Regions from separate parts of the Sus scrofa genome. Here region 1 is linked to region 2. A link is a contact called in public promoter capture Hi-C data. All regions are on one chromosome and are shown on one strand. The core of a region is the stretch at or near the end of the contact, and the rest is flanking DNA. Distances in the headings are between cores, read along the strand shown.

Region 1 (3,094 bases), core at 554-3,053, 61 kb after region 2:
AAGGCCAGGATTCAGACCTGTATCCTCATGGATACTAGCTAGTTGGGTTTGTAACCTGCTGAGCCACAGCAGGAGCTCTCATTGCTACCTCCCCCAGCTTGCTACTTGCTTTGGTCATGCTTTCATTTTTTTTTTTTTTTTTAAATTTCTTATTTTTTTGAGTATTTAGAACATAGTTCTAAAATATATTAAAATTTTTTTTAATTAAAGTATAGTTGATTTACAGTGTTGTTTCAATTTCTGCTGTACAGAAAAGTGACCAAGTCATACACACACACACACACACACACTTTCTCTCATACTATTTTCCATCATGTTCATGGTTTCTTTTAAAATGCTTTTTCTGATGTGTAAGTTGATAATCTGGTACTTAACAATGATTAGACCAAAAGTTGGTGGTACTCGTTGAAATTGCACCTCAAAATTGCATAGTTTCTTTTTCTATGTTGAAGGTATTCCATTAGCAACAATGATTAAGAACTTTTTGTATTTTTTTTTTTTTTTTTTTTAATTTGTGCTCACAAAAGTAATTGAGAAGAGGGAGTTCCCGCTGTGGCGCACAGTTGGTTAATGATCCAGCTTGTCTCTGTGGCATTGCTGGTTGGATCCCTGACCCAGCACAGTGGGTCGAGGATCTGGTGATGCTGCAGCTGTGGCATAGTTTGCAGATGTGGCTTGGATTTGATCCCTGGCCTGGGATCTTCCATATGCTGTGGGTATGGTCAAAAAGAGAAAAACATAATTGAGAGAAATGTTTGAGATAACTAAGTTTTACTGTCAGCTCTTAATGTCTGAAACACAGGTTATAGATTTTTTTTCTCTTAAAATTTGATTTCTTAGGCGTATCCAGATAGGGACTTTTGTTTGCTTTTTGCTCCCCTCCCCCCCCTTTTTGGCCACCCCCTGGCATATGGAGTTTCCGGGCTAGGGAGCATATCTGAGCTGCAGTTGCGACGTACACTGCTGTTGTGGCCATACCGGGTCCTTAACCCACTGTGCTTGGTTGGGAATCAAACCTATGTCCCAGCGCTTTATAGGTGCCACCTGATCCTGTTGTGCCTCAGCAGGAACTCCTTTTCTTTGTGTGTTTATCATCCCTCCTGGTGTATTTTGTGCTTGGCAGCAAAAATCCTGAGAGTGGGGGTGTGGACAGAATGTATGCAGGGTCCCAGGAAAGAGAGACTGGAGAGGTAGCTGTTTTTAACTGGGATATTTGATCCCATTAGTTGGCCAGTCACTGGGGAGAGGAACCCCATAGGTTAGAGTAGATCGTGACAGCTTTACAGGAGAAGGAACACAGCCAGAATTCTTGGTGCTCAACTTAAAGTATGGAAGAGCACCCTGGAGAATGGCCCTTTGTATAGCTGTAAATGTTTTTGTACCATCCAGGAGATAATCTGGATGTTTGAAGCACTTCCACCTAAGATAACCTTCTCCTGGAGATCCCGTTGTGGCGCAGTGGTTAACGAATCCGACAAGGAACCATGGGGTTGGGGGTTCGATCCCTGCCCTTGCTCAGTGGGTTAACGATCCGGCGTTGCCATGAGTTGTGGTGTAGGTCGCAGATGCGTCTTGGATCCCGAGTTGCTGTGGCTCTGGCGTAGGCTGGCAGCTACAGCTCCGATTAGACCCCTAGCCTGGGAACCTCCATTTGCCGTGGGAGGGGCCCAAGAAATGGCAAAAAGACAAAAAAACAAAACAAAAACAAACCTTCTCCTGAGCAGAACCCACAAAGCTCTGCATGGGCTGCTTTGGCATCAGTCATTTGTCTCTGGTCAGAACAGATGTCCCCAAAATGGTGAGGTCTTGAGCCAGATATGGTGCCTTCAGTGTGAAATAACCCCTCAGAGGGTAGCCATGGGCATGGTGGGAACCGAGCGTTATCTTAGACACAAAACTCTGGATACTTTTATAGATAAGAAGTCTCTTTTTAGATCTTGTTGCTGTTGTTTTCCATAACTAGTGAAAGAGCCCTGACCCCTTCGGCATATTGATTGAAAATTTGTTGGCACTTTGTTCCCAGTTTGATGTTGGCCTTTTGACTTTGCTTGTGGCTCTATTGGGCACGTGGAAGTTTATTTTTTCTATAGTTAATATATTTTAGATTTAGAAATCCTTCCAGGATTTTATACTCTGAGGTTAGCACTGATTTGATTGCTTAGGAAAGTGCCAGGTAAGCAATTTGGACTTCCACTTGAATTCATTCTTCTGTTCAGTTAGAAGCCAGCTTGGCAGGGGTTTTACAGTTCTTGGCTGTAGCAGGTGTCTTTGCAGCCATGACTGGCTGGCTAAAGTAGAAGCGTGGAGCTGTAATGATGCTAGGTGGGGAAACAGGAGAAAACTTCTAAGAAAAGGAGATTTAATAGTAGCAAAACAGTGTTGAGATGTAATATGAATACCCCAAGAGATTAAACATAAGAGTAAGTAGTGAAGGTGTGATCTGATTGAAATTTATTGCATATTCTTTTTTTTTTTTTTTTTTTTTTTGGTCTTTTTTTTGTCTTGTAGGGCCGTACCAGCAGCATATGGAGGTTCCTAGGCTAGGGGTCATCTCGGAGCTGGAGCCACCGGCCTATGCCAGAACCACAGAAATGTGGGATCTGAGCTACGTCTTTGACCTACACTACAGCTCACGGCAACGCCGGATCGGTAGCCCACTGAGCGAGGCCAGGGATCGAACCCGCGTCCTCATGGATGCCAGTCAGGTTTGTTAACCATGGAGCCACAATGGGAACTCCCCCGTTGCATAATTTGATTAAAACTTTGTAGAGATGCGTGAGAATTCTCTAAAAACTGGTCTTTAGGCCTGATAACTTTTTCTAGAGTTGTTTGGAGAATTTTGGAGATAATAAGGCTTTCTAATGACTGCCTTAGAAGGTGGTGTAATATTAAAACAAAAACAAAGAGTCTGGAGGAAGTGCACTCAGGAAGGAAGTATTCCAAATGGACTGTGGACTGACTCTATCTTTGTCCTTTTTATCTTTTTTTTTGGATTAGCCTGTGGCATGTGGCAGTTCCCAGACCAGGGATCCAACCTGAGCCACAGCGCACAGCTGTGACAACACCAGATCCTTTAACTGCTAGGTAACCAGGG
Region 2 (2,785 bases), core at 175-2,674:
AGGTAAAGGCCTTCAACAATAAAAGTCAAATAGCCCCTCCGGGAGGTACTCCATCAAAATCTGCATTTCTGAAAGGCTTCCCAGGAGACTGATTCAAATTCTTCCTTCTAGAGGCTGGCTGTAATTGTGGAAAGTGCTGGTGAAAATTGGGACTAGGTGGCTAGAAGTAGAATTTTGGGGTCTAAAATCTAGATACTGCCCACCGGTCTTCTGACACTTTTCTATGCCGCCACGGATATTTGTTCGAAGCAAAGACCCTTCAAAATGTTAGTCTTGGTTAAATTCTAGAAAGATCTGTCATTATTTTAACTCAGTAGGAAAAAGAAAAAAAAAAAAAAAAAGGAGATTGATTACTTGTTTCAATACTTCACCGACTGGACCTGTCAATACCTTAGGTAAGAAAAACATAGCAACTGGTGTATGAAACTACTGAGTCAATCCCGGTACAGGATTCCAAGATGACGAACTTCGAAGTGCAAACCATTGTAGTATATCGTGTTTCTATGGTAGTTTTATCGACTCCTTAAGAAGCTCTTGCTTGGACTATTTGAATCCTGGGCATAGGTCACTAAAAAGAGCGTAGCTGATTTAAATAGTTCCTAAATTCTGAAATCAACTCCACCTTAAGTCTACATAACAGCGGACAATTCACTAAGTCCATTCTCTTTTCCAAGCCAGCCGCCATGGCACGAGCCCCTTTGACTTGGAGCGATACAGACGGAAAACCAAGAAATACCTTAAAAAAATATACACGCCAAAGAACCGCAGTTAAGTTACTAGGGTAGAGGCTGTGTAAAGCGTTGATGACTCACTAAAGGAAGTTTGAAACTGGGGTCTTGGCATTCTGGGAACATAGAAGAAACAGAAGTTAGAGGGCTTGCGGAGGGTCGCGAGTGCACTTTTATCTTTGATTGGCGGAACCACTCAGACTTTTCTTTATGGCGTCACCGGCTACCTGCCTGTAGAAAAGCTCCGTCTCCGTGACGTCACGACTCACTGACCAATGAAAGGACTCAGTCTGCGGGCCCCGAGGAGGGTTGTGGGCCCTTTTTTGTGAATGAAGCTCCACGGAACAGCCCTCCTGGGGTCCCTGGGAGCCGCGGCCCGCTGTGCTCGGGCGCCTCGGCAGCAGCGTCTGCAGCTGCGGTGGGCGCGCGCGGTTACCCCGGGCAGCCCCTGGCGCCGGCCGCAGCACCGTCGCCTCCGCCGCGCCAGCGGGCAGCGGGCACCTGGGGGCGGGCTGGGGGGCGCCCGCAGCAGCAGCAGCAGGAGGCGCTATACCAAGGGCTGCGGCGCCGGTCCCGCGGCGGCCGCAGGAGGGAGCGGGGCAGGCGCGGTGGGCCCGGCCCCTCCTCCGGCTCCTGCGCGGCCACCCGCGCCGGGCTCCGCCGTCGCCGCAGCGCCCCTCCGCGCCCGCCGCCCCGAGCGCCCGCGCGCGGGGCTGGCGGGGGCTTTGGCGGGCTAGCGGGCGCGCGGGGCCATGGTCGTGGTCCCCTGACGGGCCGCGGCCGCCTCCATGAAGCGGAAGAGCGAGCGGCGGCCGAGCTGGGCCGCCGCGCCCCCTTGCTCGCGGCGGTGTTCGTCGTCCTCGCAGGGAGTGAAGAAGAGCCGCAGCTCCACGTCGCAGGAACTGCACAACCTGGACCAACGGGACGACCTGTACCTGGACATCACCGGTGAGCCAGCGAGCGAGCGAGCGCACGGTGGGCCGCCTCGGACACGCGGCACCCGGCGCGGGGGTCCTAGCCCACCCACCCAGGCGGTATAGGCGCCTCCTGGGGCCCGACTGACACGCCTCCACCCCCCACCCCATAAAAGCCCCAGCCGGCCACACCCCCTTCAGGAGCCGGGCTCTCTGGGAGCGCCCGCCTACCCCGAGTTTCCATCTGCGTTTGCTGCGATCTGTAACTTTATCCGTTTTGCACCCTCCTACCCCAGCCAAGATGGCCCGAGGGTCACCTTTCTAAATGGCTGGCGTCAGCTCGGCGCCTCCGGCTTTTCCTAAATCCAAGTTGATAACGCCTCCCAGGTTGGAAGGTCGGTTGGCCCTTAACAAGAGTCTGAACCTCCGAGTCACTCCCAAAGGATTCCCCGAGCGCGCTGAACTCGCCTGCACGGGAGCTGCCTTGTTTATTTGGCGTTTGCCAAGCCTCCGCTGCTCTGTGGGAAATGGAGTCCCTCCCGCCTGGGGCGGCGTTCCCCGGCCCGGCCGGGGAGCCTGATCCTTGCCCTGGTCCTCAAGGCACTTGCCCCCTCCCCAGTGCGCGCACGAGCACTGCCCAGACCCTCCTGGGGAAAATTCCCTTGCCTTGCTTCTGGAAGGAATGTGTCACGTTGATGGCTTTTGAATCGGTCAGCGTGCCGAATGCTCAGAGTTGTCACTTTTGAGAAATAGCAGGTAGAAAAGCAGCCGTTTGATAGATGCCTTATTATTAGTGCTGATTGTACAATTCCTGAAAATGTAATAAATCCAGTTTGGGAGCTGTGGGGTTTGCCAGGATTGACACTGAGGACTGTGAAGGCATTAAATATGAGGATGTATGTGGTAAGGCTTTGTAAACAGCACAGCTGTCTACAATTTTGAGGGATTTTGCAGTCTGTTTTCGTGTGGCGCGGAATGTGGAAACCTCGGTGTGTGGGATTTTTATAAACTGTTTCCCGCCCTTAGCCTTTGCTAAAACCAGGTGAGCTGGAGCGGTCAGGACATTAATTTAGAAAGTGTTCAAACACAGAATTTTAGTAGAAATTATTTTCTAAGTGGATGGACAGTGGGACACAGAAGGTC

The links. Promoter capture Hi-C pulls out the DNA fragments that hold promoters and counts their contacts.
Region 1: a promoter capture Hi-C map of liver shows a contact between it and region 2, with 1.9 times the contacts expected there. The contact joins the enhancer-like site here to the promoter of CDC14B in region 2. A contact is called at or near these places in 2 of 5 promoter capture datasets (fetal liver and liver) and 5 of 47 Hi-C or Micro-C datasets (embryonic fibroblasts, epiblast stem cells, fetal liver and 2 more).

What each region holds. Positions count from the first base shown.
Region 1 is chr10:25,530,793-25,533,886 of Sscrofa11.1, forward strand. All of the region lies in intron 5 of CDC14B (dual specificity protein phosphatase CDC14B), which reads left to right. Among named protein-coding and RNA genes, the nearest start is that of CDC14B, 60 kb to the left of the region's middle. Within about 2 kb of position 1,804, at least 1 of the 83 cell types and tissues checked has an H3K27ac peak or open chromatin away from gene starts, as enhancers often do. A contact at or near this core is called in liver, where this site is marked.
Region 2 is chr10:25,470,552-25,473,336 of Sscrofa11.1, forward strand. It overlaps CDC14B (dual specificity protein phosphatase CDC14B), which reads left to right and starts at 1,425. Exons shown (of 15, transcript XM_021064578.1): 1 at 1,425-1,676. The coding sequence starts at 1,517.